Linked DNA regions of Sus scrofa: region 2 is linked to region 1. The links are chromatin contacts, called in public Hi-C maps. All regions are on one chromosome and are shown on one strand. The core of a region is the stretch at or near the end of the contact, and the rest is flanking DNA. Distances in the headings are between cores, read along the strand shown. Region 1 has its middle 95 kb from the start of RASA1. Region 2 overlaps CCNH (cyclin H).

Region 1 (6,582 bases), core at 2,924-5,423:
ATGTTGATAAGGGGTGGGGCTTTGCATGTGTAGAGGCAGGGAGATGAGAATGAGGGTTTGATCCCTGGCCTTGCTCAGTGGTTCAGGGATCTGGCATTGTCATGAGCTGTGGTGTAGGTCACAGATGTGGCTTGGATCCTGAGTTGTTGTAGCTGTGGGGTAGGCTGGCAGCTGCAGCTGGCAGCTGATTTGACCCCTAGCCTGAGAACTTCCATATGTCACAGGTGTGGCCCTAAAAAGCATAAAAAAAAAAAAAAGATCTATTTAGGGCATAACATGATTTAGTTCCTAGGATGAAGACTGATCAATAGGTCTGATTCAGGCATAGTGACTACTCTGGGGAATAGTGAGCTACCATCAAGACCTTGCATATCTCTAGGGTGACAAATAGACAGATATGTTTCTTCTAGTTTCCTACTTATTTGGAAAAAGCAAACCTTTGTTTTCTTTTAAATAATTAATTCTGGGATTTGGGGCAGATTATTTCATCCAAATTTCATCCATAAGATTTATCATATGACCAATCAATTTCTACATTTGACCAAAATGAACAGGCCATTAAAATGGAAAGAGTATTTTCTTTAGAATCTTGGGAACATACAGAAATCTCAGCCTAGATGCTTTTGTACCGTATATGTTTCAATGAGCAAAACATTTCAAAGCTTTTATATTTTATTTATCCAAGGTTTTAACAAGAAATAATCTGAATTGGCTAGTGACATACAGATTTCTGGGCAGAAAGGGAGTGTGTAACCCCTGCTTTCAATTATGGAGTAAACATCTATACAGACATCAACCATGAAAGAATATGAACAAAGCCTTAGGCAATTTGAAATTCTACCAGTTATAGCCACAAAAGGGATAAGAAATGCACTTTTCTCATTCCAATCAATTGCTTTTTAACTATTAGACAAACAGAGCATTCCATTGAACATCTGTCAGTACTATTTTGAGTACTTCTCTAGAATATTTTTATGTTTAATTAAAGATTTGTTTTCTTATTACCCAGAATGCTATTCATTGGTGTAAAGATTCAGAGAAGGAGATTAAACATATTAGTCGGTATGCAGGAAAACTGAACATATAAATGGAAAGTACTTGTGGCATAAACTAATTTAAAAACCAATAAGCTTTGGAATGTATCCATAAATAAAACAAATGCAAAATATAGTTTTTCAGCAAAAACTCAGGTTTACCATACTCTTAGCAAATGTAATAAATGAGCATGGAAATATAAAATATATATAAGCCAGGCATTAATTATTCACTTTAAAAAAGGAGTTTTATTTTAAGGAAGTATTTTTATAAGAAGCATTTCACTTGTATATTAAAGATATAACTTGGATTTACAAATATTTTATTTATTACTGCCTAAAAGTATGGCAGTTGTTGCTCAATGTGAGATATTCTTACATTGAACCAGGAAACACACTTATAAAAAAATTCTTGAATGTGACTCAGAAATATTTTAATCTTACATGGGTCTATTTCTTGACTTTCAGTGGGGGTGGTTATAACAAAAACAGGAAAAACCCATCAAAATACCATTTTCCCAAATATGCCACATATATTGTTAATATGGTCTGATTTTATGATGAAAGACTCCAGCTCAAATTTAAGTGTACGATAACAAGTCACATTGACAAGTATTAAATGAGACCAGACAGTTGTTTTATTTTCTGCCAGTACGATGTTTTTTTTTTTTTTTTTTTTTTTTTTTTCTGTATTTTTTGCTATTCTTACTCCATTTTTTGGTCTCTGTTATACCCGTATCTTTGTCCTTTGTCTTATTTTTTTCCTTTTTTCATTCCTTGCTGTCTATACCTTATGCCTACAGTGGTACCCAGTGACATTTCCAACACTACTTAATTCTCTTTTAGTATACATTATTATATTTGAGGATTAGTAAATTAGTCTAAATGATTATTCTAGAGTATAGCAATATGGTTCACAGAACTGCCAGTGGGAAGATCGAAGGCTTACTGGGAGGGCTTTATCTATGAAACAAGCAGCCACACCCATATTGTAACTTCCTTGTATTTCTTTTCCCTAAGAGAAATTTCTCAGAGCTTGATTTCATTTTCAGAGGAAAACACCCATTTCTAACTTTGAAAAATAAGCCCTTTCTATATGTCTCAGCGAGGCAGATGAAAATTACTAATAGAACAGATAAGGTAGTTAAATCGGTTTTCATGACTTCTAGTTATGATTCCCTACAACATACCTGAGAATTTGTTTTGGTAAACACACACACGAAAACATGGTGAAGAAGTATTTAAAGAAGAATGGGATTGCGAAATAAAGGAAAAACACAATGTCCTAGAGTAAATAGTTCTTAAAATAGTGCTTTTTTTCTTCCTCAAAATAAGTTGTGTCACTACTTAGTTGTGTCACTACTGTTATTTTTTTCCTGTCCATTGCATTATTATTCATGTCATTTGAGTCAAAGAATGTGGCATGTACCAACAGGTATAAGCACCATTGGTAAGAAGAAGTAGTAAAATATGACTGCCGCAGATTGATTTGATGATTCAGGTTTCCAGATTCTACTGGTGACAGCCACTTGGCATACCCCCTAAAAATAGTACCATAATTTTTTTTGCTTTTAACATCCATGGTCACACCTGTGGCATATGGAATTTCCCAGGCCAGGGGATGAATTGGAGCCGCAGCTGCAGCCTATGCCACAGCCACGGCAACAATGCATCCTTAACCCAGCAGTGCGAGGCCAGGGATTGAACCTGTATCCTCAGAGACAACATCAGCTCTTTAACCCGCTAAGCCACACAGAAACTCCAACAGTTTTATATTGAAGCCATTTGTCTCAAAGACTTTGAACCTGTAGCTAATGTCAAAAACCCCTCAGGTATGTGTGAGTCAGGTGTTTGAGAGCTATTTATTTAGCCATTGTCAGGTTTATTTGAATTAGATAAAAAGAGAAAAAGAGATGTCTACCATTAATAGCTAAAGTTGCATCGCTTATTTATAAATCAATAGAACCAAATATGAAGATAAAAACATGAATTTTTAAAAACATCATTGGAGACATATAAAAATGCCTCTTTATTTTCTTTTACTTTAACCAATTTCTTAAACAATCAATGTATCTGACTCTTCTTGTGGCTCTCTTGAGTATCAGTTGCCTCAGATCCCAGAATCTCAGTTTCTTACTCATTCTGATTTATTTTCTACCCTATCTTAACTGAGTTACAAAAAGACTGGATAACTTTACACTGTTCACACTCTGCCTGGTATTGCTTAAATTTTCCTTTATGTTTTCTGTTCATTTACTAATCTAATACTGGTGAGACAGAGTCTATACTCATGGATTTACCTATAGTCTGAGAAAACATTACTTGTCTGGGTGATTTCCAAATCTAATCACAACATATTCTTGTGTGTAGTGTAAGCAAAGGAACTGAATCTCCAGTGTTAGAACTCCGTTTTCCAATTCAGTCCAATTACTTCTGTGTACTCATGAGTAATCTAACAGAGTAAGTGATCAAAGTCACACAACTTCTTGGAAACCCAAGTAGAACCAAAGCCCTGGGCATCTGGTTCCAGTAGAGTGTCTTGCCTGTTCTTTCACTGTCACCTATTTACTTGAAAATATGTAATATTCACTGCAGTATAGACATGTATGCGACTGGAGGAGTTTTTAAAGAAATTCAAATTCATGCCCAGTGGTTTTTTTTTTTTTTTTTTGGTGTCATATGTACCAACAGCAATTGAGCCTATATGTGAAAGAGTGCTTCACAATGTTTTCTCATAAGTCATTACTTCAGAAGGAAAAAGAAACCCTGTTAGCTGATCTCTACTGTTGCTTCTAGTTTTATTATTCTCTGAATCCATGAATCAGCTCAGTACACACTGGCATGCAGAAAAAGGCCAAAAGGATGTCTTTATAAATTTAAAACATTGTTAAAAATTGCTTTGGTGCACATTTACTGCTAAAAACATAGAACAACCATTACAGCTGAAATGAATGTTTATTCTTCCTTTAATGTTGCTGCCTCTCATATTTTTATGCCCCTGCTATTTTCTCATCTCATTCCCTATCAGTTTGTGTAATGTACTCTGTGCACAGATGCTGTGTGGTGGAGTCAAGAGAGTACTGGCCTTGGCATAAGATAGAAATACTTTTGGAATCCAGGTTATGTAACTTTCAGCCACATACTTAATTTTTCTCTAAGTTTCACTTTCTTCCACTGTAATAGAAGGATACTAATATACCCAGAGGTAGTTGTGAGGTCAGAAGTCATAAATGGAATATGTTTAGGACAGTGTTGTAATGATAATAATGATACTGATTAGATTCTTATTATCATTACAAAACGAGTATTCTGCAAACTTGATGGGTTTGGGGGAGGAGAACGAGGTAAAAGTTTTGCTTTGTTCCCTCAAACATTTTATTTTAAAACTCACATTTCTCTGTGGTCTTATAATACTGTGTTCTGCCCAAGCGTAAGGACAAATATAGTTCACTGCCGTTTTAAAAATTCATTTAAAGCACAGTTCTACTTTGATGGACTCTAACCATTACTGCTTACGAGTCTTGTTACAATGGTGTCTGCCTGAATAATTGAAATATCTTAAGGCATATTTTTTATATTGCTCTATGTTGCTTATAGTTTATATTATAAATGAGTTTTCACTGGTTTCAAATGAAGTTATGATGGGGCAAAATGTTGGATTTAGTTAATAATGTATAATTGTGGTTAGTTAAAATAAAGGCCTAATATTGAGATGTACCAAGTAGGAAAAAGAAAAAAGATTGAATAGAAAATAAATTATGAAAGAAAAGTGACTCTAAGTCAATGAACTGAATGCCTGATGTTCCTGAATTGAAAGCATGCAGAGTGAAGGAAAGGAATATAGAAATGATGAAATATTTAGCGATAATATCTCCTAGGGGAAAAAATTAATTTGTCTTTCATGGCTCCTATTTTTTAAGATTAACTGCACTGAATGCATTTTTTAAAAAAAATCTTATTTTACTGGTGATGAAAGTAGCTAATGTTCATTATAAAGTTTCTAGGATAGAGGAGGAAGCAAAGGGGATTGAAAATAAAGATTGCCTCCAAGGTAATCACTTTTGGTGTATTTTCATCTGTTCTTTTGTCTCTGCATAATGGATATGTGATCTTATTTCTTAGAAAATTTGGATGCTAGTATAGAAAAACACTATAAAAACTTTTTACTATGGAATTTTTTGACATATAAAAAAGCAGAAAAATCATATAATGAATCCCCATGTACTATCAACAATGATCAAGATTCAGCCATCTGATTTTATCTATACCTTCTCCTATTCCTATAGCCTTGAATTATTTTAAAGCTATGATTTAGCCTTATCATTTCATCCATTAACATTTCAATATTTACTGCTAAAAGATAAGAACTCTTATTACACAAAACAAACCACAATCTCAATATCAATCAATAACAAATTAAGGGGAGTTCCCCTTGTAGCTCAGCAGAACGAATCTGACTAGTATCCATGAGGATGCAGGTTTGATCCCTGGCTGCACTCAGTGGGTTAAGGATCTGGTGTTGTTGTGAGCTGAAGTATAGGTCGAAGATGCTGCTCAGATCTGGCTGTTGCTGTAGCTATGGTGTAGACCAGCAGCTGTAACTCCTATTTGACCCCTAGACTGGGAACTTCCATAGGCCGCCAGTGCATTCCTAAAAAGCAAAAAAAAAAAAAAAAAAAAAAAAAGGAAAAAGAAAAAGAAAAAAAAAGCTGGATGTAAGTCTTTGGTTCTCCTCTTAAGGCACCCTGTAGTGATACACTCTTCTATTGGCTGGCTTCCAGTAACCTTTCCTTTTCTTCATCTCTCAGAATCTATGTGCTGGCTGACTGACAGCTAACAGATCTGGGTTCTAGATAATATGTTGTGGTTCTGATAAATGCCCAATCCATTCATTTTTTAATAATCTCTTTGCAAATGAAACCTCTTCACATTATACTTTTGAGTGTGCAATCTATATGTTTGCTGTCAATATTTTAGAAATTACTACTATTGCTTTTCCTCAAGTGTATGTGTTTTGGGACAGGTCATTGTGAAAGTGTGGTTATACACATGCAAGAAAGAAGTTTTATGTTTAAAGTATACAATAGCCTGAAAATAAGTTCCAAAGACTGAAGTGATACTTTGGTGAAAATAAGAAAGAAAAAACTTGGATATGTCTAAAAATAAATGTGCTCAGAAGGTATAGTGATCATTTGATGAGTCACAGTGAGTCATGGTATGTATTTAGAATGGATAAGCAATGAAATCCAACTGTATAGCACAGGGAACTAGATCCAGTCTCTTGGGATGGACCATAATGGAACATAACATGAGAAAAAGAATGTGTGTGTGTGTGTATATATATGGGTCACTATGCTATATAGCAGAAGTTGACTCAATACTGTAAATCAACTACACCCTAATAAAAAATAAATTTAATAGAAAAATTTACTCCAATATTAACTGTACCTATTCTGGAACCATCAGTGGTTTTTTGTTTCTTGACAAGTTGCCAAAAATCCTTAATTTGCCCTTGTTACATAAAGGTAATATTGTCTGTCCCAACTAA
Region 2 (6,582 bases), core at 2,063-4,562, 210 kb before region 1:
TCCCATACTGATTCCTTTTTCTCTTTTTTCCCCTTTTGTTCTGCCCAGTTACATGGAGGGTTTCTTGCCCTTTTTGGAGGTTTGAGGTCTTCAGCCAGCATTTATTGGATGTTCTGTGTGAATCATTCTACATGTGGATGGTTTTTTTTTTTTTTTTTTTTTTTTTTTTTTTGATGTGTTTGTGGGAGAAGGTGAATGCCACGTCTTACTCCTCCTCCATCTTGATCCTGCTCCTGTAATATAATTTAAATAGTTTTGATGGCTTAAAAGACATATAGCAACAAAACTTCTTAAAGAATTGACTTTCTAATTTTGTAACTTTATTTCACCCAAGGGAAAAATTAATAGTTTTTTAAACATTCATGTTTGAAAGATTACTTTGCTTTGAGAATCTGTTCTCTTGGGTTTTTATCAATTATGGATCAAGTTCAGATATATAAAGCCTCAGAATAACTAAAAATTTAAATGTGGAAATTACATGTTTTGCTTTTTATGGCTACACCTGCGGCATATGGAGGTTCCTGGGCTAGGGGTTGAGTTGGAGCTGTAGATACTGGCCAGTGCCACAGTCATGGCAATGCCAGATCTGAGCCACATCTGCACCACAGCTCGTGGCAACGCTGGATGCTTAACCCACCGAGCAAGGCCAGGGATTGAACCCACATCCTCATGGATCCTAGTCAGGGTCATTTGTCTTAAGCCACAATGTTAACTCCAGAAATTACATTTTTATACTATCATTGGTTCCCAGAAAAACAGGTAATTGGGCTTTATATCCATTTGTAGAAAAACATGAACACCTTTGGTTTGAACTTGTCCCTGTGGCTCAAGATTCCTCATCTGTAAAATGAGATTAGACACATAGGGTTTTTATATTAAACACTTAACATTAAAAGTATTGAATATTGCTACTGCTAGTTTCAGGTCATTTTTCCTCTAAATGTATTATAGAACTTAAGTTAATTTGAGCATTAAGCATCTTTTAATCTAAATTGTATATCCTTAAGTCTGTAAGAGGTACAAATTATATCTTTTTGGAGTTCAAAGTATTGATATTTAACTTTTAAATTTATTCAAAGATTGACCTTGATGAAATGCACATGGAGGAAAATAATTTATGATGTCATATTTTCTCAAGAGGCTATATGTGATCAATAGATTAAAACTTTTTTCTTTTCCAGTTATTTATCAGAAAGTCTGATGCTCAAAGAGAACAGAACTAGCCTGTCACAGTTACTAGATATTATGAAAAGTAAGTAAAACAGAATACCTCATAAAATGTTCTTCTATCACAATGTTACTTTCTAAATAAATAATTTCTTAGTATTTAACTTGAGATAAGAGATTACTGATTGGATTAACTTTTATTGAATTATTATATATGGAGGCATGAAGGATACATTGGTGAAGAATAGAAGGTATATGGAAGAAAGTAGTTTTCACAAAGAACAATTTTTTTTTTGGCCACCTTGTGGCATATGGAGTTCCCAGGCCAGGGATCAGTTCTGAGCCACAGTTGCAGCAGTGCCAGATCCTTTGACCTGCTGTGCCAGGCTGGGGATTGACCCTGCTTCCTGGTGTTTCAGAGACACTGCTGTTTGCATTGTGCCACAGCAAGAACTCCTACACAGAACTTTTGAGGAAAGTGAAAATATAATCAGGTGCAGAAAGTGTTGAGATTTAAAAGGTTCCTTTTAAAAGGTATCCAGACATGATGGACACTGAAAAATATCTACAGGGAACCAAAACTAATTAAATTTGAAACTCATATATTGTAGTTAAGTCAGTTTTAACTAGTTGATATGTCATTTTCTAGTCATTTTGTTAGTTGATATTAGAAAAGCCATGGTTCTCAACAGAGTGGAATTTTTGCAGCATCTCCATCCTCTTGGTTGTCACAACTTAGCGGTAGGGGGAGATGTTGGCAGCTACTACCAGCATCCAGTGCACGGAGGTGATAGGACCCAATAAACATTTTATAATTCATAATACAGCCCCTTGGTAGACTGAGAAATGGCTCCCCAAAGATTATCAGTGGAAGCCCAGCATTACCTTACATGGCCAAAAAGACACCCCCAAAAAAGTCTTTGCAGGTGTGACAAAGTTAAAGACATTATTTTGGACTATTCAGATTGAGCCTAAATATAATCACAAGAGTCCTTAGTAGAGGAAGGCAGAGAGAAGTTTGACACACTGAAGGTGATTTTGAAGACACAGCAGAGATTTGAAGATATGTCTTAAAAATTGGAGCAGTACGGCCATAAGCTAAGGGATGTTGGCAGTCATCAGAAGCTGGAACAGAAGCCTCTAGAGTGTAGCCCTTCCCATATTTTGTTTTTGGTCTAGTGAAACTGATTGCAGACTCTGAGGCTTTAGAACTGTGGAACAGGAGTTCTCTTGTGGCACAACAGGTTAAGAATCCAGCATTCTCACCCTAGCAGCTCATGTGGCTGCTGTGGCACAGGTTTAATCCCTGGCCTGGGAACTTGTGCATGCCTCAGTTGCTGCAAAAAAAAAAAAAACAAAACAAAAAAACAAAACAAACAAAAACCTGTGAAACAGTCCACTTTTGTTGTCTTAATAGGTCCTGAGTTTGTGGTAATTTTTAATAGCAATCTCAGGAAATTAACATAAACCCTCACAACAAAGAATTTTCTAGCCCAGGCTGTCAGTAGTGCTTATGCTAAGAAACACTGTCTTAAGGTTTTGTTTTTTTTTTCCTTCTTTTCACTTTTTTAAAGTATGCTTGCTTTACAGTGTTGTGTTAGTTTCATATGTGCAGCAAAGTGATTCAGATGTGTGTGTGTATGTGTGTGCTTCAGATTCTTTTCCCTTGTAGGTTATTACAGGATATTGAATATAGTTCCCCAAGCTATATGGCAACCTTGTTCTTAAGGATTGAGTTAGAACCTCCCCTTAACTGATTGGCTGGATTAGCCATTCCTCTCCATGTTCATTCTTGCTCTTGTGACACTGCATGCTCATGGCTACTATGCACATCTTCAGGGTTAAAAGTCAGTTATGTTTGTTTCCAAAATGTTTTGTGCCAGTTGTCCTTATGAATAAATTTCTGGTTTAAATATTGAGTAAGCCAATAAAATATGACATTGAAGATCTTGATCTTGGATGACATTAGTTAATCAGTGTTTTTATGTTTTATGTTTCAAAAGTTAAAATGCCTCAGGGCATGTAAATATCATTTCTTGATTCTTTGTTGGAAATGATCTCGAGGTCTTCCCTCTTTAAGTGAGAGTGATGAATTTATCAGTCAGAAAACTGTAGGTTTTCAGTTATACCACTAGAGGGTTCACTTCCAAAACTAATTGTGATTTGGCCATAGATATTAGGATCCAGGAATTTAGTAAGTACAAGAGGTCTTAAAGGTAACCCACTGTGCTGATTTTATAGCTGACACTTACCTTCATTTTACTCCATTTGTTTAAATGTAAAATAAGAATAGCTCTTGCTGAAACTCAGAGCTGGAATGGTATTATCTTATTCATAATTTTTCACACACAAGATACTGTCCCAAGGGTTTTGATGCAAACACTGCTTTATTTGCTTTATGAAATAAGTCACTCATTTGGAGCACATGGCTGGCTAATTAGCCCTGTTTCTCTCATCATTCCTTATAAAAATCATGAGATTTATATTCTTTGTTTTGTGGTAGTTGAATAATATAAAGGGCCCAGGTGGAGAATCCTTGTGTGCTTAGTCACTGTAGTAGTTTGCTTTTAGCATAAGGAGGGTATTTTTGTTTTCTTGGTGATGCTTCATTGTATAGGTTCCGCATTGTGTTAAAGCAAAGCATCATTGACGGGTATTTATAAGCATTTTTCCTTCATTGCATATTACATAATAATGTTTTCCTTGTACATGAGGCCCTCCATCTGTAGGACAGAATGTTATGAATATAGTTGGTGGTAGAGAACAAAGATTGTTTACTAAATCATATAGGGATTTTTTAAAAGCCTTAAAACTGAGTAAAGTGACCATGGTAGGATTTGGAAAAAATACTGACTAGCAAAGCCTGCTTATCGTTATGCTGTACACGACGCGGGCTAAGCAGCAGAAGCTATAGTAACTTGAGTATGGTGTTCATTGAATTCTAATGTGAAATAATAATCCTGATAATAATAACCACATTTCAGGAGTGTTCTTTGTTGTTCCCAAAACTAGATGGGAAAATATTATTCATCCCCTTTATGAGAACCATACTTTTCATTATCTGATGTGGATCCTTTCTTTTATATACATATAGGCATGAGAAACTTGGTAAAAAAATATGAACCACCCAGATCTGAAGAAGTTGCTGTTCTGAAACAGAAGTTGGAGAGATGTCACTCTCCTGAGCTTGCACTTAACGTAATTACGTAAGTAGATGGGACACTGTTATCCTAGAACAGATATAACTATTATTGTGTTTAGCTTAAAATGTCATTTAATTGGTGAATGCTCATATGGGTAAAACTGACTTACCTATTAAATCAGATTTTTTTTCAACAGGATTAAACACGAGATAATAAAAGAATTTGGCTTTTTATAGTCAATTCTGCTCCTGCTGTGATTAACGTGTTCTTTGGCTTGTGGGATCCCATGAGGCAGAGTCTTCCTAGGGAATTCATGAACCTCTTCTTGTCCTTTTAATCTCTAGGTTTTTTGTAGGTCTGGTTATCTCCTCTGGAGAACAAGTACACTGTTCCAGATTTATTTCTATTAGCTAGGGTATGGAAATTTGGCATATTTTCTCTCAGTGGTAAACTTTATATTGAAGACAGAATCAATAGGAAAATGTGCTGTTAGATTTCTTGTTGCATCCATAAGGAACACTGTAATACGTCTTATTGACTTGTTGCTGAATGTGGAATTCACTATATTTGAGCTCTTTATCACCTGCAGCTTGAAGATCTGCTTACACCTTTCAGGTGTTTAAACAGTTGGGGATCTGGGTAGGTAATAAGAATGGTAAAATTATTATTTTATATTTTCTGTGGAACACATTCTGTAAAACTTAGTGGGAGGTAGGTCTGTCATCTTACAGTTGAGATGCATTTGAGATGTTTCTGATTCCATAATTGATGACTATATTGTTATTGGATAATATATGAGACATCAGACCAGAATTCTAAGGCCTTCAGATCAGGTACTTGTAACTCAAATTCTTCTAACTATAAAGCTATAGTAGGAGAATATCCCAGGACTTATGATGTGTGTAAAATATGGGACTATTTTATATTTGTAGCTGTAACTGCAAAACATGGCTTAGAATAGAACCTAAAATTGGTAAATTTCACTCCTGGGTTTCAGTGTTACAGCAAAAGTAAAGAAAAATGTTGACTTTAATGAATGAAAGTATTGCAGTACTGATTTATAATCTTTTCACATTGATTTTGAAATGGGCTTATTAGACCAGGTGTTGGCACACTGTGGCCCAAGGGCCAAATCTGGGCCACAACCTGTTTTTAGAAATAGTTTTATTGGAACATAGATCCATCTAGCATACTGTGTATTGCTGTTTTCAGACTATAGCAGAAGAATTGTGTAGTTGTGACAGAAACTACATGCCCGTACAAGAATTAAAATACTCACTATATGGCCTTTTGAAGAAAAATTTGTCCACCTCTGAATTAGACCACTCAACTATTGATCTTACTCTTCTAGCTAGGTGACTGAATGGACCATAATCCAAAGTTCCTAATTGGCCAGAGTTTACATCTTTCTTTCAAGTGTACTGTGTTAAGCAAACCCTGCATATCTATGAGTACTTAAAGGGCGATTCTCAAACTGTAAAGGACTGTTAATTTTCTTTTTAACCCATTACAGACCTACACTTACATAAAATATTAACAAATAATTACTCGAAAAAAGAAAATGACAAAAAAATAAGCTTAAATTTTATTAGATTCAATAAGCTTAATTTTATTAGATTCAGTAGTCATAAATAAATCTATCAAATTCCTATAAAAATTTCTAAACACACACTCAATTTCTATACTTATCTCATTGCACGCTGGAAATGGTCCATAAATCACACTTACAAGCACTACTTTAGGATAAAATATTTTTTCTTGGTCTTTAAAATTCTTTTATCTTTTTTAATACACAAGTAATATAGTGTCATTATTAAAGCCAATTTAATACAGGTAAACCAGAGTTCTCTTTAACCAAAACCCAAATCCCAGTTTCATCCCGAGAGGTAACTTATAGTTGTTATCTTTGCCAAGCTTTTCACTATTATGTATTTAGAAAAGGGTTTTTTCCCTTTTCATTGTTTTCATACACATTGTACAACATTTAATAGTATCAGTATTTAACTTCTGCCAGTCTGGGTGAAGAAATAATCATCACATCGGTATTTTAATTTGCATTTCTCTTATTATTCTGATACTGATATTTCCATGTCAAATAATCCTGTTTCTTCTGTATTGCATAATTATAACCTCTGCCCAACTTTCTTGTCTTGTTTTCTTATGGTTCTTTTTATATACTCCTCTTTTTATATTTATCATAGACCTACTTTCTTTTGTTGCTTCTTTTACTTTGTGACATAGGCAGCTTGTCTTTTGCTTTATGCTCGTACAC

What was found. Hi-C and Micro-C count contacts between places; a contact is called where the count stands out from the background.
Region 2: a contact with region 1 is called in a Hi-C map of embryonic fibroblasts, with 2.0 times the contacts expected there. The contact joins two enhancer-like sites. A contact is called at or near these places in 2 of 47 Hi-C or Micro-C datasets (embryonic fibroblasts and fibroblasts).

What each region holds. Positions count from the first base shown.
Region 1 is chr2:94,781,367-94,787,948 of Sscrofa11.1, reverse strand. No RefSeq gene overlaps it. Among named protein-coding and RNA genes, the nearest start is that of RASA1, 95 kb to the left of the region's middle. Within about 2 kb of position 4,173, at least 2 of the 83 cell types and tissues checked have an H3K27ac peak or open chromatin away from gene starts, as enhancers often do. A contact at or near this core is called in embryonic fibroblasts, where this site is marked.
Region 2 is chr2:94,994,556-95,001,137 of Sscrofa11.1, reverse strand. It overlaps CCNH (cyclin H), which reads left to right. Exons shown (of 9, transcript NM_001166313.1): 6 at 1,182-1,252; 7 at 4,262-4,373. Among named protein-coding and RNA genes, the nearest start is that of CCNH, 21 kb to the left of the region's middle. Within about 2 kb of position 3,312, at least 2 of the 83 cell types and tissues checked have an H3K27ac peak or open chromatin away from gene starts, as enhancers often do. A contact at or near this core is called in embryonic fibroblasts, where this site is marked.